2 separate regions of the Xenopus tropicalis genome follow, and region 2 is linked to region 1. A link is a contact called in public Hi-C data. All regions are on one chromosome and are shown on one strand. The core of a region is the stretch at or near the end of the contact, and the rest is flanking DNA. Distances in the headings are between cores, read along the strand shown. Region 1 holds the start of neurog1 (neurogenin 1). Region 2 holds the start of pitx1 (paired like homeodomain 1).

What was found. A called contact is a pair of places that touch in the nucleus more often than the background predicts.
Region 2: a contact with region 1 is called in a Hi-C map of gastrula embryo, with 2.9 times the contacts expected there. The contact joins the promoter of pitx1 here to the promoter of neurog1 in region 1. A contact is called at or near these places in 2 of 5 Hi-C or Micro-C datasets (gastrula embryo and neurula embryo).

Annotation. Positions count from the first base shown.
Region 1 is chr3:25,444,760-25,450,700 of UCB_Xtro_10.0, forward strand. neurog1 (neurogenin 1) reads left to right here and starts at 2,654. Exons shown (of 2, transcript NM_001123423.1): 1 at 2,654-2,768; 2 at 3,036-4,088. The coding sequence starts at 3,049. The coding sequence ends at 3,735.
Region 2 is chr3:25,967,979-25,974,107 of UCB_Xtro_10.0, forward strand. It overlaps pitx1 (paired like homeodomain 1), which reads left to right and starts at 1,581. Exons shown (of 3, transcript NM_001007499.1): 1 at 1,581-1,947; 2 at 3,742-3,947. The coding sequence starts at 1,785.

The DNA.
Region 1 (5,941 bases), core at 1,404-3,903:
AACTATAAAAAAATTAATTAGGATGACCAATTGCAAAGTTGCTAGGAATAGGCCATTCTATAACATACTAAAAGGTAACATAAAAGTGAACTGCCCCTTTAGATGTTTTTAAGTTAGTTTATAGAGAGGCAGTGGGTACTGACACCCCAGACTCATTGTATGCAGTGGGCTGGCACTGATACACAACTTTGGTTTGTTTCCCAGCTATGCAGTCTTATGAGGGCTCCACTCTAACTAATTAGAACACTTGATAAAAGAGAGAAAAAAAGTAAGTGCAATATACAACAAATATATAAAAGCACAATTAGCTTTTTCAGGGGGGGGAGAGTTAACTTACCATCCATATCTTAGGATAGGGGATAGGGATATTATAAATGTCAGGTGACAAAACACAATTTAATTTCAGATATTGATTCAGCCTTTAGAATTGTATAGTACCTGTGTATAGTACCTGTGTATAGTACCTATGTATAGCTCCTGAGTATAGAGCCTGTGAATAGTAACTGTGTATAGTACCTGTGTATAGTACCTGTGGAGTGGGAGGATACAGTATAGTACCTGTGTATAGTACCTGTGTATAGTACCTGTGGAGTGGGAGGATACAGTATAGTACCTGTGGGAGTGGGATGAGGATACAGTATAGTACCTGTGGGAGTGGGATGAGGATACAGTATAGTACCTGTGGGAGTGGGAGGATACAGTATAGTACCTGTGGGAGTGGGAGGATACAGTATAGTACCTGTGGGAGTGGGAGGATACAGTATAGTACCTGTGGGAGTGGGATGAGGATACAGTATAGTACCTGTGGGAGTGGGAGGATACAGTATAGTACCTGTGGGAGTGGGATGAGGATACAGTATAGTACCTGTGGGAGTGGGATGAGGATACAGTATAGTACCTGTGGGAGTGGGAGGATACAGTATAGTACCTGTGGGAGTGGGATGAGGATACAGTATAGTACCTGTGGGAGTGGGAGGATACAGTATAGTACCTGTGGGAGTGAGATGAGGATACAGTATAGTACCTGTGGGAGTGGGAGGATACAGTATAGTACCTGTGGGAGTGAGATGAGGATACAGTATAGTACCTGTGGGAGTGGGAGGATACAGTATAGTACCTGTGGGAGTGGGATGAGGATACAGTATAGTACCTGTGGGAGTGGGATGAGGATACAGTATAGTACCTGTGGGAGTGGGATGAGGATACAGTATAGTACCTGTGGGAGTGGGATGAGGATACAGTATAGTACCTGTGGGAGTGGGATGAGGATACAGTATAGTACCTGTGGGAGTGGGATGAGGATACAGTATAGTACCTGTGGGAGTGGGATGATACAGTATAGTACCTGTGGGAGTGGGATGAGGATACAGTATAGTACCTGTGGGAGTGGGATGAGGATACAGTATAGTACCTGTGGGAGTGGGATGATACAGTATAGTACCTGTGGGAGTGGGATGATACAGTATAGTACCTGTGGGAGTGGGATGAGGATGCAGTATAGTACCTGTGGGAGTGGGATGATACAGTATAGTACCTGTGGGAGTGGGATGAGGATACAGTATAGTACCTGTGGGAGTGGGATGAGGATACAGTATAGTACCTGTGGGAGTGGGATGATACAGTATAGTACCTGTGGGAGTGGGATGAGGATACAGTATAGTACCTGTGGGAGTGGGAGGATACAGTATAGTACCTGTGGGAGTGGGATGAGGATGCAGTATAGTACCTGTGGGAGTGGGAGGATACAGTATAGTACCTGTGGGAGTGGGATGATACAGTATAGTACCTGTGGGAGTGGGAGGATACAGTATAGTACCTGTGGGAGTGGGATGAGGATACAGTATAGTACCTGTGGGAGTGGGATGAGGATACAGTATAGTACCTGTGGGAGTGGGAGGATACAGTATAGTACCTGTGGGAGTGGGAGGATACAGTATAGTACCTGTGGGATGAAATCTGCAGCAAAAGTTCAGAGTTGGTTCTTAGGTAAAGTTACAGTCTGTGAATTCTAATTTTCAGCCTTTATTTCTGCACTGCCTTCAGTTTGTAATTTCTCGACCTTGATTGGTCAATTTTACTATCTGTCAATAAAGATGTGCTCTGATTGGAGAATTGGAGAAGCAAGATCTGTTCAGAGCACAGCTGATTACAGCATAAGATTTCCAGGACAGTGCAGAAACTGAGTTTTGGTCTTTTTTTTACAGTGCCAGGCCTATGCGAAAACGATGTTAGATACAGATATGCAACATAGAGAATAAAGAAGAGGCAACTCAGAGCAATAAGAACCCCCCCCCCCCCCCCCCCCCCACTCCTGTATTTTGTGGAATGTGCCTTCAGCCTTCAGGCTAATCACTTTGTTCGCCCCCCTTCTTTCTCCCCCTTTCTATCACTCCTTTTAATGGACTAATGAAGCTGAAACAAGCAAGCCCAGCTCAGGGGCCGCTGAAGTGTGCCGGATAGTAGGCGGCCTGTGATTGGCTGCCCGTAACGCCAGGCACACTCCGGGGGGGGGCAACATAAATGATGCAGATGAGAGTGAGTGAAGCACGGGGCAGACCTGATGCCTTGATTCATTCATTCCCCGGCAGCCCCGGGGGGGGGGCTATTGTTTCCCCTGTATATAAGGAGTGTGAGGCCAGTCGTGTGCCAGACTCCCCACTCACACGAGCTGATTGCGCGTCTCTCCTACTGCAACTGCAGCAGTCGCGTGTCCCAATTAGGATCAGAGCTGCGACTATTATAGCTGCGACTATTATCCTCCCCTGACTGTAAGTATCTCACTCCATACTATTCAGTAGCACTTATCCTCTTGCCCTTCTGCCTCTTTGCGCTCCACTCTGCAGTAATGCTTCCTTGAGAGCTTGTTTTACCCCATACCGTAGTATTATTTACTTATTCATGGGATTTATCATTATACATTGTCTATATGTCTGATTAAATGCCTATAAGAGAGGTCCCATCTGCGACTTTTGAGCTGTTGCTGAACTATTGTTTCTGGGGCAGATTTCTAATGCCAGTTTGTGTTTGTTTCTCAGAATGGCTTCCAACATGGACAGAGTGTTCTCCGACTATGAGACCTGCAGCCAGATGTCCTACTGTTCCTCAGACGAGGAGGACTCGTTCAGCATGCAGTCGGCTTCTCCCTTCTCCTCTGAGCACATGTCATCCCCAGCCCAGACGCCAGAGAAGTGTCAGGAGGAGAAAGACAAGAGGAAGAAGAGGGTGAGGAGCAGAGTAAAGAATGACGCCGTGCTGCACACCATCAAGAAGACCAGGAGGGTTAAAGCCAATGACAGGGAAAGGAACCGAATGCACAATCTCAACTCTGCGCTGGATGAGCTGAGGGGCATCCTGCCAAGTTTCCCTGATGACACTAAGCTGACAAAGATTGAGACCCTGCGTCTGGCTCATAATTACATTTGGGCCCTGTCTGAAACCTTGAGGTTGGCAGATCAGTCCAAAGAGAAGCCCCTCAAAAATCTGGGGCACCCAGCCTACTTGAGTCCTGCCACCCCTCCCAGCCCTGGCAGTGATGCTGAGTCCTGGATGTCCTCTTCTTCTCCATCATCATCATCATCATCATCATCATCATCCTTCTCAGTGTGCACTTCCAGCCCAAGCAGCCCAGCTATGTCAGAAGACTGTTATTATGGGCACACAGACTCTCTGTTCTCACTGCACACCCTGCAACAAAACATGATCCAGCATGCATCTAGCTTTCTCCAGTACCACTAGATTTATTGCTCTATTCTGTTTCATATTAGCCTGCTAACTCCAATGACATCTCTCTAATGGGTGACACTGCCACACCAGCAGTGACCTAACTTTGCCTTAATTCAGACTGAACTTCCCAACAGTGAGGTGCAGAGGTGCTCACATGTTGCTGCCTTCGCAAACTTTGCCCAGAACCATTGTTAAATCCCTATTCAGTACTGTCAAATGTGAAACAGAATATGGCAGCAGTAGTGTCCCCTTTCCTCTAAAGGTTTTGCCTTTTTGCACTTTCTTATACAATACCTTCTTTCTTGCTCTCCTTAAATCTGACCCTCTTCAAGATGATGTCTGTAAAAAAAAAAAAAAAAAAAAAAAGGGTGGCTTTTTCTGGACTGGGTGAAAAGTCAATTTTACAATTTGTAAAACTCTCACGAAGAAAAATGAGCATGACAATTTGCTTTAGAGGCCCTGACAATACAATGAAAAGGTTTGAAAGGAAGACAAGGGATTGTCCTCATGCATTATTTATCCCAAGCCCAAGTGCTATAGAGCAGGACTCACCCGGGCCTGACAGCCAGTTCTCACACTGAGAGAACTGACACGATTAATTTATTCAGAATATTTCATTCATATGAAAATGTATTTTTTTGTATATAAAGATGTTTTTATTCTATTACGGGCGCATCGTGATGTTTTTTTGTATTTCATGTGTGCAAATAAATTTTTTTACATTTTTACAAATGTCGTGTCCTGGTTATAATGTATTCGTTCTATAACATCATTCTAATGTATCTATTATGGTTCTATCAAATCATTCAACTAATGTATCTATTATCGTTCTATAACATCATTCTAATGTATCTATTATCGTTCGATCATATCATCAAACTAATGTATCTATTATGGTTCTATCAAATCATTCAACTAATTTATCTATTATGGTTCTATCAAATCATTCAACTAATATATCTATTATCGTTCTATCAAATCATTCAACTAATTTATCTATTATCGTTCTGTCATATCATTCAACTAATTTATCTATGATGAGTAAATGGGTATAAAATAAATACAGATAGATAGGTAGGTAGGTTTATAATAGCATTGGTAAACTTTTTCATGCTTAACCCACTATGAAGCTGGGGGCAGAGTGAGGTAGAGGGGGCTCCGCAATTCTACAGAATGGGCCCATCTGTTCAGCCAATTCTCCCCTACAAGTTGGCCAGTGTGTATCGCATCATAAAAGCAAACCAATTAAAGTAGTACTCTGGATCTGTACTCAAGGCTACCTGTTGAGGCACCTTCCCATTGGAGAATAGTGTTTTAATTCCTGTCGACTAAACATTATCCTGCAACAGATTTTCAAAGAAAGGGGATTAAATGGGTCGATAAAAGTGACAGTTGTGTTAGGAAGTAGAGTGACAGGTGGGTGCCTGGAGCACTCTTGTGAAAGCTATGCTGTAATACGCTGGCTGCTTTTTTTTCTCTTTCTCTCTATAGAAAATTGGTAATTACTTTTTTGTGTTTTATGTTCACCTTTTATTTTGCTTAATAGATCAGGGGCTATTGCTAAAATGACCAACCTACTCTCCAAATGCCGGTCTGCTTTATCGCCAACAATAAATACCCTTAAAAGCAAAATGACATCCGCGAAAGGTGAAATTCGTTTAATGCAATTACGACTCCAAACGAATGTTTACGAAACTCTTTTATACATAACTTGTTTTCCATTAAATTACGATTTCACAGATATTTTCTGGGGTTGAGGAAACGAATTGATCATGTAACAAGTCCTGATATACAGCGCACACTCACATCTGCCTATACATATCGCACGAAAGATTTAGCGCTCACAGGACTTTTTGCAGAACTTATCGTAAGTTTAATACCATAAGGATGCATTAATAGGTCGGATGATTGATTGTGCAATCATTTTAAAACATTTTGTACAAGTCGGGATGTTAAGATAATCTCACCCGGTAAATGCTCATTACAAGGATTTTATTTTCAACATAGAATTCAGAAGTAAATATAGGGAACGATTTGTTTTCCTTATAGTTGTGGGGCCGGTTCCGACCCTCAGAGATAAGAGCAAGGTTTCGGGGGCGCACAGAGGGGGATTCCCATTGGTAGATAAAATGGCTTATAAAGCAGCATCAGAGCGTATGCTTTTTCTTTCCCTTTTAAGCTGCTCTCTATAGACTGAATGGTACCACACCCAGGGCAT
Region 2 (6,129 bases), core at 331-2,830, 520 kb after region 1:
TCTCCCTCAGTTCTGCCTATTCCTACCTCCCCCTTATCTCTGTCTCTGTCAGTCTCTTCTCTCTACCTATAAACCAGCAGTGATTTCTCTCCACTCTCCTTCCTCCTACTTTATTTGTCTGTAATTCCAGCTATACACCCAATACCTATTCCATTCTCCTTCTCATTTGTGTATAAATGTAGAATCTCCCGTTGGGGAGTTGGCCCATGTATAGTTACACACACAATACAACATTCCCCCCCCCCTCCTGTGCCTGTTTGTCATTTTCCCTTCTTCCCTTGGAGAGTACAGGCCTATGTGGGCTATATTAGAACAGAAGACTATTATGGCTCATTATAGCCAACAGGGCAAATAAGGAGTGGGGATGAGAGGGGCAGGGGGTATATTAGACTTATCCTATGAGCACAATGAGAATAACTATATTATTGACCCGTGTGTCCCCTAACAGATCAGCTCATGGAAAGCTCCAGAGGATAAAGGTCAGGGTGATGGCAGTGTTTACTTAATGTAGAACTAATGATTATTCCTGCCCCCCTCCCTATAGGGCCCTCTCCCATCCCGATCCATCACCATAATATCCCTCCATTCAAACTGGGCCCCTTCCCCAGTCCCCCCCCACAAGCTCCCTCACAGACTTATATTTCCTATATTTAACTGCAGAATTTCCTCCTCTTCATCAAATATTTGCATTGATTTTTTCCAAAACATTTTATTGACTTGGCTAAATCTTTATTCGGATTTCATGTAACCATTGTTAGCAGCACGTTTTTAAGAAATATTAAAGTGCTGTTTATTTGTATTAAAAACAAAACATGAGGGGGAAAAAAATGCGGTAGTTAAAATCCTTCCAGAATGTATGGGAACATGAACTCATTAAAACATTCTATAGATTTAATGTTGTTGCTACAAATGCAAACTGGTTCTTTTCAGTTAAAAAAACATCTCTGCCTGTAAGGGCTGGAGTGCAGAAATCTCAGGCTAACAAAGGCGGCCGAGCTCTTTCTCTGCCCCAACGAACTGTTGATTGCTATGAAGGTATATATTTACTTTGGTGATCTGTGCGACTTTATCAATATTTGAAGTAAGACAAAGTGCTCACATGGGCTTGGAGCTACAGCAGGAGAAATAAATCACCTCGCCTGGAAAGTTCAACCGAGTGTTCGAGTAGGGAAGGGGAACTTAAACCGATTTCAGTTTATTTCTGTATAAATGCACCACGCAGAAGTGATCGAGAATTCGTACTTTAAATAAAAAAAAAAAAAAAGAATCTTTATTGAACGTGGAATATAAGATAATTAGACCGGGATTTTGAAGAGCCACCTCAGCAATGTGTAGTGTCTCTTTAAGAAAGGCGCAGTTAGCGATCTGGTGCCCCTGGATGCAGTTGCAGGCGTCTGTAGGGAGCAAAAGCAGCTCATTCTGTCTCTCTCAGTGCTAGACTGTAGGCTGGGCCGGGGCTGCACATAGTCATTTATTCGCAAGGCAGGGAGGTATTAACCCCAGGGGGGCGGGGCTTCCCCAAACTGCAGGCATTTCAGCAAGGGCAGGTCTCTTTAATCTCCTTAGCTAAAAACTAGCAGGGCTAGCAAGTCCAGCACTCTCATACATGCATGCCTGGGAACCTGCAGCCACCGATCTGCTGAAAGGAAGACGAAATAAAAAAGGGGAAAACTTCTGTAAAGACGTTTCCATGGGCCGCCACCCTGAGAAGGGCAGAAAGTGGATTTGATTTGGTTGGTGTAGGATTTTGTGGAATACGCGTTTCATGAGCAGAGTGATTTACCATGGATTCCTTTAAAGGAGCTATGAATTTGGAAAGATTGCCTGAGAGTTTAAGACCCCAGCCTTCCCACGACATGGCCACTAGTTTCCATTTGCAGCGATCATCTGAAGCCAGGGATCCCATGGACAATTCAGCCAGTGAGTCTTCTGATACTGAAATCGCAGGTAACTAATCGTGCCAAATCGCTCTGTATTTCCCCCCCATGCTTTGCAGCGTCCCTCCTACGACTGTACAGTAAATGGCTTTTAAATAATGTAGTCGAATGAGCATTTGTTTGGAGGACTTATCAGGTAAGGAAGAATGTCACAAAGCGGCTTATATCCGAGTGTTTATTTTGACAGCGTTTATTGTAGAATGTTTAACGCTTCTCATTCAAACGCGCATTTAGCAAGTAGCGCAATAGGCGCTGGCAGTGATACATTACAAATGCTTTAGGTTTTGGCACCTTGTGTTTTCTTCCGAACGGACTTGCAGTGGTTTCAGCTCGATGTTTGGTATGTTCAGCTTCAAAACTGGCATGTTTATGTCTTTCCCAAAAGCAACACACACATATGAGCCATTCGCATTGCAACAGCGCATTTGGGAAACGAACACAGACATCTGTTGCTTCAGATTATCTGAGGACAGGCCTAGCACGAATATAGGGAGCCCAGAGACGGGCTTTCTGCTGAGCCTTAGGAAAAAAATAAATAAAAAAAAATGAAACCACGGATCAGTCTAACCTCACCCTTCATTCCACTCCCACAAACCCCAACGAAAAAGACCCCATGAATTTAAAGAATCCCAAAAGAACAGGGTCTGCGGCAGACACATTTTAGTTTTTAAAAAATCTATGAGTTGTGGTATAGGAACTAATCCTGTGCAACATATCTAGTTACTTAATAAAACGGATTTTCTCTTATTTTTTTTTCTGTCTTTTGTGTGCCTGTGAGATTTAATCTTTTTTTCATTTGCCTCTGCAGAACCTATTGCTCGCCATAAACAGCGCTTGTATTTGCTTAGGAATCCTGATAATATTTAATTTCTAGATATCTGACACTTCTCTTCCAAACACTGGAGATTAGGCAGGTCAGTTTAGGTAACCTCAGTACAAGTATGGCAGTTCCCTCCCATGGGGTTTATTTATCTGCGGCCTATTCAAAGCAGCTACTGAAAGGAGCCAGTCATTCAAATAGCGTCAGATATGATTCTTTTTACTGCTGTTTTGGCAGGACTGACATTGAAACGAGATGTCAGGATTTCTGAATAAGATTTTTTACCAAATAAGACATAATCGTGATAAAACTCCATTACACTTAACAGTGGATCTAAAATAGAAAACTGATTCCCTGCAGGTTACAAAAACTATTCATACAATTTCATCGCTTCGAAAGCGATCAGTTATTTTATTCAAAGTAAAATCACGAAAAAATATCCAGTATGTGTCGCTTGGCATTTCCTTGAAAAACAAAATATGTCACTTTTCTGCAAACAGCAGTAAAAAAAACGGACGGCTATTTCCTACAAAAATATAAATCTGTGCCGGAGTGTCTGGTTTGTATCTATCATATGTTATAAGCCCTTTTTTAATTTAATTTACTGATATGAATATTTGATTTTGTATTTTATGAAGAAGAAAGGGGTAGCCCAAATTATCGTATGAAATGTTTATTTTGTCACTACATTTCGCAATGAGCAGAGACCCTTGAACTCTTGTAAGCAAATTGCAAAAATGAATATTGTGGAGAAATTCCAAATTTGCCGAAATGCCGTTTCATGGTGATTCCCCACTATCCCTGTATTAGTCTCTGTATTAGTACAATCAATATGTATATACAGATAAATCTATAAGTATTATAGGAAGTGTGTGCCTGCCTCCGGAGCACAACAGCCAGTTCCCAAGCTCAGGTACCGAGGTGCCACTTAGGCCCAATGGGACCCGCCTAATAATTATCCTGTAATCTCGATGTGTTTGACAGAGAAAGAACGAAGTGGGGAGCCAAAGGGAGAGGACGGCAATGGGGATGATCCCACAAAGAAAAAGAAGCAGAGGAGACAAAGGACTCACTTTACCAGCCAGCAGCTGCAGGAGCTGGAGGCCACTTTCCAGAGGAACCGCTACCCAGACATGAGCATGAGAGAGGAGATCGCTGTATGGACCAATCTGACTGAGGCCAGGGTCAGGGTAAGTGCCGGGCACAGGAATGAATAAGAACACCCACTATATGGAAGTGTCAAACGAAGGTGGCTAGTAGGGCCCCTGGAAATATGCACCCAGGCCACTTCATTCTGCAAATGGGGATAAGTCTAATCTGTGATGGTTTTGCCTATGGAGCTTGTTGGCTGTATGTGCTGAAATATGAATATGTTAAGATAAGGTTGGGGGGGGGTCAAGTAATAGATGTGATAATTTTTTGCTATATATGCTCACCTCTAGTACCCATAGTATCCAGTTAGCAATTTGTTTTAATCAGTTTAGTGCAGTCTGGGTTACTGCGCCTTTTAGATTAGCACCAATAATATTACAGAAGGGGCCAGTGTGTGCGTGTATATATATATGTGTGTGTGTGTGTGTGTATATATATGTGTGTGTGTGTGTATATATATGTGTGTGTTTGTGTGTGTGTATATGTGAGTGTGTGTGGGTTTGAGAGTGTAAAGGGGCCAGTCCATAGTGATCAATTTGGTGCATTCCTACTCCATCTTTATTTGGCTTTATCGTCATTTTGTCTTTGTTGATTTTTATGCATTAAAATGTCTAAAACAGCCGCTCAAAAATGTAATATAACTTAAGATATTAAAATATAACCATGTATTTTGTGCATAGCGCTAACGCGTGTGTAAAAAAGAAAAAAAGAATACAGATATATATTTATGTACCCCGGCCATACCCATATAATAAATAAAATGATCTAGCATATGGGGGTGTCTCCTGGACAGTCTGGCTTGTTACATCCTCATCCGACAAATGAATATATTTGTAGCGTAGTTGGAAAAGTCAGCAAACATATTCCGCAGAATATTGGCCCAGTGCAAAACTTGTCGTCATGCTCTTTTTCTGCCAAGTGCAAAGAAAGGAGATTAGACTGTAGCCTGGGCAGACTTAAATGGTCCATTTACAAAACACATAATAAGCAGATGTTTAGGGGAGTTAGGAAGGTTAGAGAAAAAGGAGAAAGATGACCAACAAATGGATGAATGGCAGCGATTTACGGAGAATTGCAGAAACAGGCAGAATATATGGAGGAGATTGTGTTGGTTTAATGTAAAGGCGGCTTGGGGATATGGTAATAGATATAGATTAAATAGATAGATAGATAGATAGATAGATAGATAGATGATAGATAGATAAATAGATAGATAGATAGATGATAGATAGATAGATAGATAGATAGATAGATAGATAGATAGATAGATAGATAGATAAATGATAGATAGATAGATATTAGATAGACAGATAGATAGATAGATGATATATAGATAGATAGATAGATAGATAGATAGATAGATAGATAGATAGATAGATAGATAGATAGATATAGATTAGATAGACAGATAGATAGATGATAGATAGATGATATATAGATAGATAGATAGATAGATAGATAGATAGATAGATATATGAATAGATAGATAGATAGATAGATGATAGATAGATAGATAGATAGATAGATAGATATAGATGATAGATAGATAGATAGATGATATAGATGAATAGATAGATAGATAGATAGATGATATAGATGAATAGATAGATAGATAGATAGATAGATAGATAGATAGATAGATAGATAGATAGATGATATATAGATGATAGATAGATAGATAGATAGATGAATAGATAGATAGATAGATAGATAGATAGACAGACAGAGGCCGGATTGGATGACTGGATGAGTGAGGGGACAGGTCCCATCTGAGAGAACACTTGGTACCAGTCAGGACCTGTATCTGCCCCCATGGAAGTCCCTTTCATTTTGCTCAGAGACACAGTAAAATCGCCGAGGCACCAAACCAAGACCAGATGGAGAAGTAAAAGCCAGGACTTGAACCTCAAGGCATTCTCAGATTGAAAGGTGCATTTCATATGGCCCCTAATAAAGGCTGGGGAAAAGGAAATGATTTGCATGTAAAAAAATAATAGTTAAAACTAGCAGCAAAAGGTCAATGTGTTCATTTTTAATGCCCCCGGTGTCTTTTAACTAGTTCTCTACTTACATCCTACCCACAGCAAATTAGTTTGGAAATTAATCTCAATATCCCATCTCTCTGGTTGCTGCTCATTTCCATTTCAGTGGGAGGGGCCACATCTTTTCATGGCATTATGGACTGAGCAGAAATATAGTGACAGTCTATATGAGACTGAA